Regions from separate parts of the Danio rerio genome. Here region 1 is linked to region 2. The links are chromatin contacts, called in public HiCAR-type maps. All regions are on one chromosome and are shown on one strand. Each heading gives the region's core, a stretch centred on a gene start, on an enhancer-like site or on the middle of the called end of the contact. The rest is flanking DNA. Distances are from core to core; before and after follow the strand shown. Region 1 holds the start of si:dkey-12j5.1. Region 2 holds the start of tbrg4 (transforming growth factor beta regulator 4).

What was found. HiCAR-type assays count read pairs that join an accessible place to other places.
Region 1: a HiCAR-type map of caudal fin shows a contact between it and region 2, with 8 times the contacts expected there. The contact joins the promoter of si:dkey-12j5.1 here to the promoter of tbrg4 in region 2. A contact is called at or near these places in 2 of 18 Hi-C or Micro-C datasets (caudal fin and hematopoietic stem cells) and 2 of 4 datasets of contacts at active chromatin or transcription factors (caudal fin and embryo).

Annotation. Positions count from the first base shown.
Region 1 is chr16:31,390,890-31,394,508 of GRCz12tu, forward strand. si:dkey-12j5.1 reads right to left here and starts at 2,208. Exons shown (of 9, transcript XM_073926114.1): 1 at 2,065-2,208. The coding sequence starts at 2,131.
Region 2 is chr16:30,799,060-30,803,257 of GRCz12tu, forward strand. It overlaps tbrg4 (transforming growth factor beta regulator 4), which reads right to left and starts at 2,151. Exons shown (of 12, transcript XM_685771.10): 1 at 2,081-2,151; 2 at 1-314. The coding sequence starts at 241. All of the region lies in intron 1 of LOC141378207 (a long non-coding RNA gene), which reads right to left.

The sequences.
Region 1 (3,619 bases), core at 958-3,457, 590 kb after region 2:
TGATCTAAGATTATTTGGCAGATCCTGGATCTTTTAATCTTGATAACTGATCTCTCGCTAATTTGGTTCTTCAAACAAGTTTGCGAATAAGATTAGAATGTCTGGATAATCTGATCTGAGATCGCTGCGTGTGTTGTGAAGGACAGATGTATCGATCCTCGAAATCATGATCAGCAATGCAACGATTGGCTGACGGCACAGCAGCGTAATGACATCATCTGATTAATATTCAATTATGCATGTGAGCAAAATTACATCAAATTAGCAGTAAACGACTTGTTAAATATGACACGCAATAACCTTCCACATTTGTTGTGAGCAGGGGTCCGTTCTTCGTACCTCGCTTAAATGATCTAAGATTATTTGGCAGATCCCGGATCTTTTAATCTTGATAACTGAACTCTCGCTAATTTGGTTCTTCAAACAAGTTCGCGAATCAGATTAGAATGTCTGGATAAACTGATCTGGGATCGCTGTGTGTGTTGTGAAGGACAGATCTATCGATCCTCGAATCCTAGATTTTTTATTGCTTTAAAAAAAGTCACATATTGTGCATTTCTATTATACACAATTTGTACTAAAGCGATCTAAAAAGTTCATATGAATAAGTTTTCTCTTTGCACCACCAGGTGGCAATCTTTGTACTTTCATTTCGAGGGTGCAGATTGCATACGTTTTATTAATATGTATAACTTAATTTATTTTATTAATGACTATAACTTTATATATATATATATATAGTTAAAAAATATGTACCATTTTCCTAAGTGTATATAACTACTACTTTAAGAAAATATCAGAATTCGGAACATACTTTCTGTATTATCTTTGCTTGAACTGAGCCAATCTAATCCTGTTTATATGAATTGAACCTGCTCCCGATCAGGTTTGACCTAGCAGAACTGTTTCTATGACAACAACTCTCGGATCAGCTTTGAAGAACAAAACGATCCTGGATCGTGTCAAATCGTCAATATCCAAATCCAGCTAACTGAGTAATCCACGTACGAAGAACGGACCCCTGCAGGCTTTCCACTTTCATGTGTCAAGTGTATTCATCATGCATTTTAATGCAAATCAATGTATTTAGTTCCACATTTAGAAAATATTTTCTTTATTGTAGTAGCCGTTTTTTAATCGGTGTAAAGAATAACTGGTTGTTTACAAAAGCGTTTTCATATTGGTAAAGGCGTCTGCAACTTTTGTGAAGCATCAAATCACTGGCATAACTATCAAAACATGTTTATGACTGCTGAAATGTATTATTGCTTTAAAAAAGTCACATATTGTGCATTTCTATTATACACAATTTGTACTAAAGCAATCTAAAAAGTTCATATCATATAAATAAATAGTGCAAAGCTGCGGCCCTCTAAGAACTGGATTTGACACCTGTGACATAGGGCATCCTTTGAGATACAGCTTCATTATAGAAAGTCAAGGTGAGAACTTCACTAATTGTAACGTTAGTCAGCTTTAGGAAAAAGTGTAATGGAAACCTTCAGAAAAAAATGCATTATGACAAAATATTATGACAACTTGTTTAGCCATTTTGCATTTAAAGACTTAAGCCATGAGCAAATGATTAAATGTTCTGGGGGCTCAAACTATTAAACAGAGACCAAAATAATCGAGTTTGATCAACATGAAATAAGCAACTGATAATGTAGGAAACAGTAGAGAATTACACATAATCATTTGCATTGATGTACAAAAGCATTTGCAACTTGTTCAATGGAATGAGAAACTGCTGTTTTGATGTGCACAAGTGACACAACGATGTGACGATTAAACAGATAGTTTTGAGAAATCTGATCTGAGTAAAGTACCAAAGCGACTGAGACAAACTGTAAATCACAGTTATCTCCACATGGCTTAAAAACAATCACGTGGACAGTGTTATGTTTACATCGAACCGTTATTGCTAAAACACGCAGCGGTGACCCTAACAGTGTCCATTCTATATCAAGAAACGTGCTTAATGTTTGACCCATTTCACATAACATGCTCTAAAGCCTTTTTTCGTTACACATTTTAACACATGGCTTTTGAAAACAGACATACCTCCGTCTGCTTTGGTGTCTTTTCTTTTGGCTTTGATTTTCTTCTTAGCTTTTGCTTGTCCACCCATTGTTAGATGATAAAATATGTATTAATCTCACTTTGTTTAGGAAGAGACTCCGCTATGTGAAGGATCGTTCACTTGTCAACGTGAAAGTACGCATGGGCTGAAACTTGAATCAGATGGAACGACTTCCTGTTGGGTCACCACATGTTTAACAAAATAAAAGTCTCAAAGAGTTTGTTGTACAGATGTTTCGTTTGACTTGATATTGAGTTAGAATGCTGTTTTTGCGAAAGCTTTAATGAAACTATTTCACATTTATTTTTGTCTTGCCAATATACTCGACTATTTTGATCAATGTTGAAGCTTTTATTGCTCGTAATATCTTAAAAACCTTTTCCTTATCTTATAAACATGTGATGTTGGGTTTTTATGTTAAGGATCGCTCTTTAAAAGATGCTGGTTTTATTATAAATTTTATTTTATTATTATGTAAATTTCACATACATAAATCCAAGTTTTCCAAAAGCAAACCTCTCTTCATGGTGTTAGAAAAAGAGATTCAAATGTATATAAAAGAGATTTCTCAAAATAGAAAAGCAATTAAAACAATTAATATATGCTCCTCCTTTAACATTTTTACATAAACTGTTTGTATATATGCATTTCCTGTAAAAAAAAAAGTGCATTACTAACTCTTGTAAATAACTAAAATTATAAAATGTGCGAAACATATTTGTATGTAATTTGATAATCATGTACCCTCTCCTCTGTTTTTTTCTCTTCTCCTTTGTTTTTTCACTTATTTCATTCTTGTTAAGAAATGTAAAGTGATTGTATTGTATTGTATAAGAAAACTGTACATGCTTGTTCTTGTTAATAAAAAAAAATGTTTCGTTTGACTTGCTTTCACAAAACTCTGAAATTCTTGTTGCATATTATTATAAAAGATTGAAAGTAAATGGAGTAAAAATTGAAAAAAATGTAAAAAAAAATTTTTTTTAATTAAATTGCGCTTTAAATCGGTTAAAATATTTGCAGAGAAATTAAAAGTGACAACTTGCTGTTGTCAGCAAGTAAAAGTGTCATTTAAATTGCACAAACAGACAGATTGCAAAAAAAAAAAAAAAACTATTAAGAAGTGTATAGCACCAAATATGGGTGTAATAATAAAAAAGGACATGAGTCAAATGTTTTTAAATGAAGTAAACAAGTCAGTTATGTGCTTGGAGAAATGGGGTAAAGGTTTTTTAAAACCATAATTGTATTAAAATAATAAAAAAATATAAAAGAAGCGAACAAAAAAACTATATATGATGATTAGATAATTACTAAATGTAACTTTTGTGAATAAACTATTTATACAAGAAAAGTATAGTACTTGCATAAATAGTTTATAAAATTAATAAAAAATTTCTAAAGCAACAGCAAAAAAGTTTTTGATTATTTTATAAACTAGGAGCATTTTATAAACGGGGATCCCTGACACATAGATGAACATATTTGGGGTCAGTAAAAACAAATTGTTTTTAATCCAGTTTGCATCATCTACTT
Region 2 (4,198 bases), core at 901-3,400:
ATGCTTTTTCCACAAGTTTGATCAGTTTTGTACGTTCATATGGAACTGTTCCCTCATCTATCTTGGCCAGTTCATTGCCCTGACAGAGATGCCGAACAGAAGGTCGGATCCAAGACAGAGTCATCAAGCACAGAGGCTCTGTATGGTGGACAGTGGAGGTCTGCAGGCGGGCAGAGGCTGTGGCAGTCCGAGGGCTGCGAGGAAACCATCGTGCCCATCTGCACAGCAGCCTGGTGGTCATTTTCAAAAGGAGACTTTCTGGATTCAACACCAATCAAAGCATTTGCACCCACATCTTCAGCTGAGCTGTGCACCTAAAAATCAATCAGGAAGAATGTATAGTACATTAAAAGAAAGTCTCAGATGAACAAAAACAAGGCCAGCTAAGAGAAAAATAACAGCAGTCATGTTATAATAATGATGCTTATATAACATGTATGTTACTGGTCAAAAGTTTGGAACTCTATCTTAAGATTTTTGTATGTGTTTGAAATAAAACAAACAAATAAAATGATAAAAACAGCAATATTGTGAAAAATACTATTTAAATTTAAAAACATTCATTAAAATCACAATGTCACAGTAGGGCTGGTGATTAATCAAAAAGCTTTATTTGTTACTGTTGTGTTACCTTGCACTATATTGATGATAACTGGAAGCTGCACCAGAGATTCCTTGAGATGGCATATTTTCCATTACATCAAAATTATTATTTACATTCATATATTTGTTTACAGAAGATGCAAGAAATGCACTGTTTAAAATATTATTTACAGTAGAGGGATTTTATTTTTATATTTTAAGATATACTGCTTATTTTCTATGTTTAATATGAAAAACACAGATTTGTTTTGTTTTGTTTTGAAAAGTTCAAGTAATTTATTTTCACTTATTTATAAGAAAAAAACTGTTGGTTTGAGGCAACTTGTTTTAATTTCAGCTGTTCAACATTTAAGTTCAATAAATAATCATAGATGTTAGATAGTGTTTCCTTAATTTATTTTAAAATCAAGTAAGGCACCCTTCATTCAAAAATCTCTCACTTGTAAAATGTGAGCACATTTACTTTACAAAACTTATCAGTGAACTGAACTATGGGGGCAAAAAAAAGTCATATTCTTTCATTAATCGTAATCAAGTTAAAATGTTCAATTAATCAAGATCTTAATTTTAGGCCAAATTGATTGAGGTAAAGTTGGTTTTATATTTGCACATTTGTTCAGTGACAACATGTGACATGCTCTCTACATTGTTTACTTTGAATATTCGTTCAGAAATTAAATTAAATTAAATTAAATTCGCCTTTATTTGTATAGCGCTATTACAATGTAGATTGTGTCCAATCACAAGTAGATATGTGAAAAATGTTGTACTTTGATAGTCATTGGCTCCTAATATGATTTCACTAATTAGAATTTGCTGACATATACTTTTCTGAAATTATATTAGCAAGGAGAAAGTCTGAATGTTTGAATATAAAACCAACTTTACCTCAATGCCAAACCGAATTATATTTTTAATACATTTTAATTCATTCACAGAAAACAGTTACATGAACTGTAAGAATCATTTCTATTACTGTTGTATTTTTTTTATCAAATAAATCGAGACTTGGTGAAATAAAGATTTCTTTCAAAAACATCAGATCTTAATGTTTCCCATCTTCTGACTGGTAACGTTAGTGTTCTTGGCCTTTTGTGTTTGTGTAATATAAACAATTCTATTATTCTGTATATTTCTATAATTGGTAGTAGTATAATAATTAATATTAATAACAGATTTATTTTTAAAACAGATCATTACTAGTATTAAACTTTAACACTTTCTAAATATACTACTTGCAAACATCTTACAAAGATCTGTCAGATATCTGCGTTTTCTAGCAGTCTGTCATGGGAAGAAGTCTATTCTGACCTTGCCGTTTTGGGCAGGCGCTGCAATAAGCTTATGAAACGGTGCTCGTTATCAACATACAATTTGAGAAACAGAGCAACCGCTGAAGCTATCCGATAAATACGTGTCATGGTAAATGCACAGGACTGCACTGTCGCTAAGGATAAAGTAATTACTGCTTGCTTACCTCGTCAAATAAGGTTTTATAAGTGGATCGACGACATTCACATGGAGGAACGATCAGTAGGAGTCGCGGAGGTTTTGCGTCAGGGAGCCGGCAACATGTGATTTACACAACGCGTCGTGATTGGTGGCCATTGGGGGGGAAAAAAAGAGGAAGGAAGAGTTGTTTTATCAACTCAACGAAGGACATAAAGGCAAGCAAAGCAGTGCACACAACATATGTTCACAACATATTGTTAAATATCAATTATACATTTCACACTGGTAGTGTTTTTTTGTGATTTGTTACACTGCATATTAGGTAATTAGGGAATTCATTATTTCATTATTCAAAATGTAAGAAATAAATAAGGATTTGTGATGGTCAAAAACAAGTTATCTGAGAAATTCCTGGAATATCAAGTGAATTAATTAATTCATTGCAAAGATATAGAAAGTCAGAAGTCAGTCGGTAACTGTAGACTGCAGAAGTCAGTCCCATGTATGCTTCAAAGAGTTAAAGGGAAAAAAAAAAAAAAAAAAAAAAAAAAAAAAAAATATATATATATATATATATATATATATATATATATATTTGTAAGAACAGTCAATGTGATGTCACTGCAATTCTTTCAAAAATGGGTCTTGCATGTCACATGAAGTCTTTTAGGTACAAATCAACCTGCCGTTAAACTTTACTTTTACTTGTATCATTATTTAAACACTCTTACCTTTGCACAGTCTTTTAGTTTTAAAGAAAAGATTTGTTATTACTAAAAATTTGCACTTAAATCTAAAGAATATATCTTGAACCTTTTCTTTTTGTTTGGATGTTTTTTTTATAACTAAACAAAAATGCATGGCTTCAATTCCTACTTTTTGACATTTTCTGACTGAAGTTGAGTCCCTGCTCAAATCTTTCCGTATGTGTAACAACAAAAAATGTGTCCGATTTTTGGTATGAAAAACTTTTGTCTAATGACTATGATTTGTCTATGATTTGATTTCTATGATAGCTTTTCTGTAATGCTCTTAATTTAATAAATGTCATACACTTTTATACAATTCTAGTTTACTTACCTTTTTTGCTTTGTTAGTCTTTTTTTTTACTCTGCAGTTAATGTAACTTGCGTTTTCCCTCTCCCATATCTATCTTTTCAAGAGTTCACACTAAGCCAATGATTGATTATAACGCATGTTTGGCATGGGTTGTTTGACAGAGTGTCTGAAGAAAGAGCGAGGAGGGATGCAGTGTGGAGGTGTGAAGAGGGATGTTTGAGGACGTGCAATTTCCGGAAAATTATCACTTGTTTGCAGGCATCAGGGCCGGATTAACCAATGGGCATTATGGGCACAGGCCCAGGGGCCCGTGTGCACTTGGGGCCCCTGCAGGGGGGGAAAATGCTGATTTTGAAGTGTCTATTTAGGCTAAGCGCAAATAGTGCACCTTGTTGGAATAAGCTGGTTAAGCGAATCACGCCCATAACCGTTTGATTAACAGAGACAACATAACTACAGAGCGCAAGAGATAGCAGTGAGAGTGGTGTAGTGCGTAAAGCGCATGGCAACATGTTTTGTCGTGATCGATCATGAACCCTGTTCGTATTCAGCGTCTGATGAACACGTTTTTCTTTTTCCCCACTACATAACAGATTTTGCCTACTCTTCCTCTCATAGAAGACAAGTAGGAATCATTAATAAGTGTGTGTATTATGGAGGGCGACGCAGTGGCGCAGTAGGTAGTGCTGTCGCCTCACAGCAAGAAGGTCGCTGGGTCACTGGGTCGCTGGTTTGAGCCTTGGCTGGGTCAGTTCAGTTGGCGTTTCCGTATGGAGTTTGCATGTTCTCCCTGCGTTTGCGTAGGTTTCCTCTGGGTGCTCCGGTTTCCACCACAGTCCACAGATATGTGGTACAGGTGAATTGGGTAGGCTAAATTGGCCGTAGTGTATGAGTGTGTGTGTGTGTGTGAATGAGTGTGTGTGGATGTTTCCCAGAGATGGGTTGCGGCTGGAGGGGCATCCGCTGCATTAAAAAGTGCTGGATAAGTTGGCGGTTCTGTCCACTGTAGTGACCCCGGATTAATAAAGGGACTAAGCCGGAAAGAAAATGAAAAAATGAATGAATAAATGAATGAATGAATGTA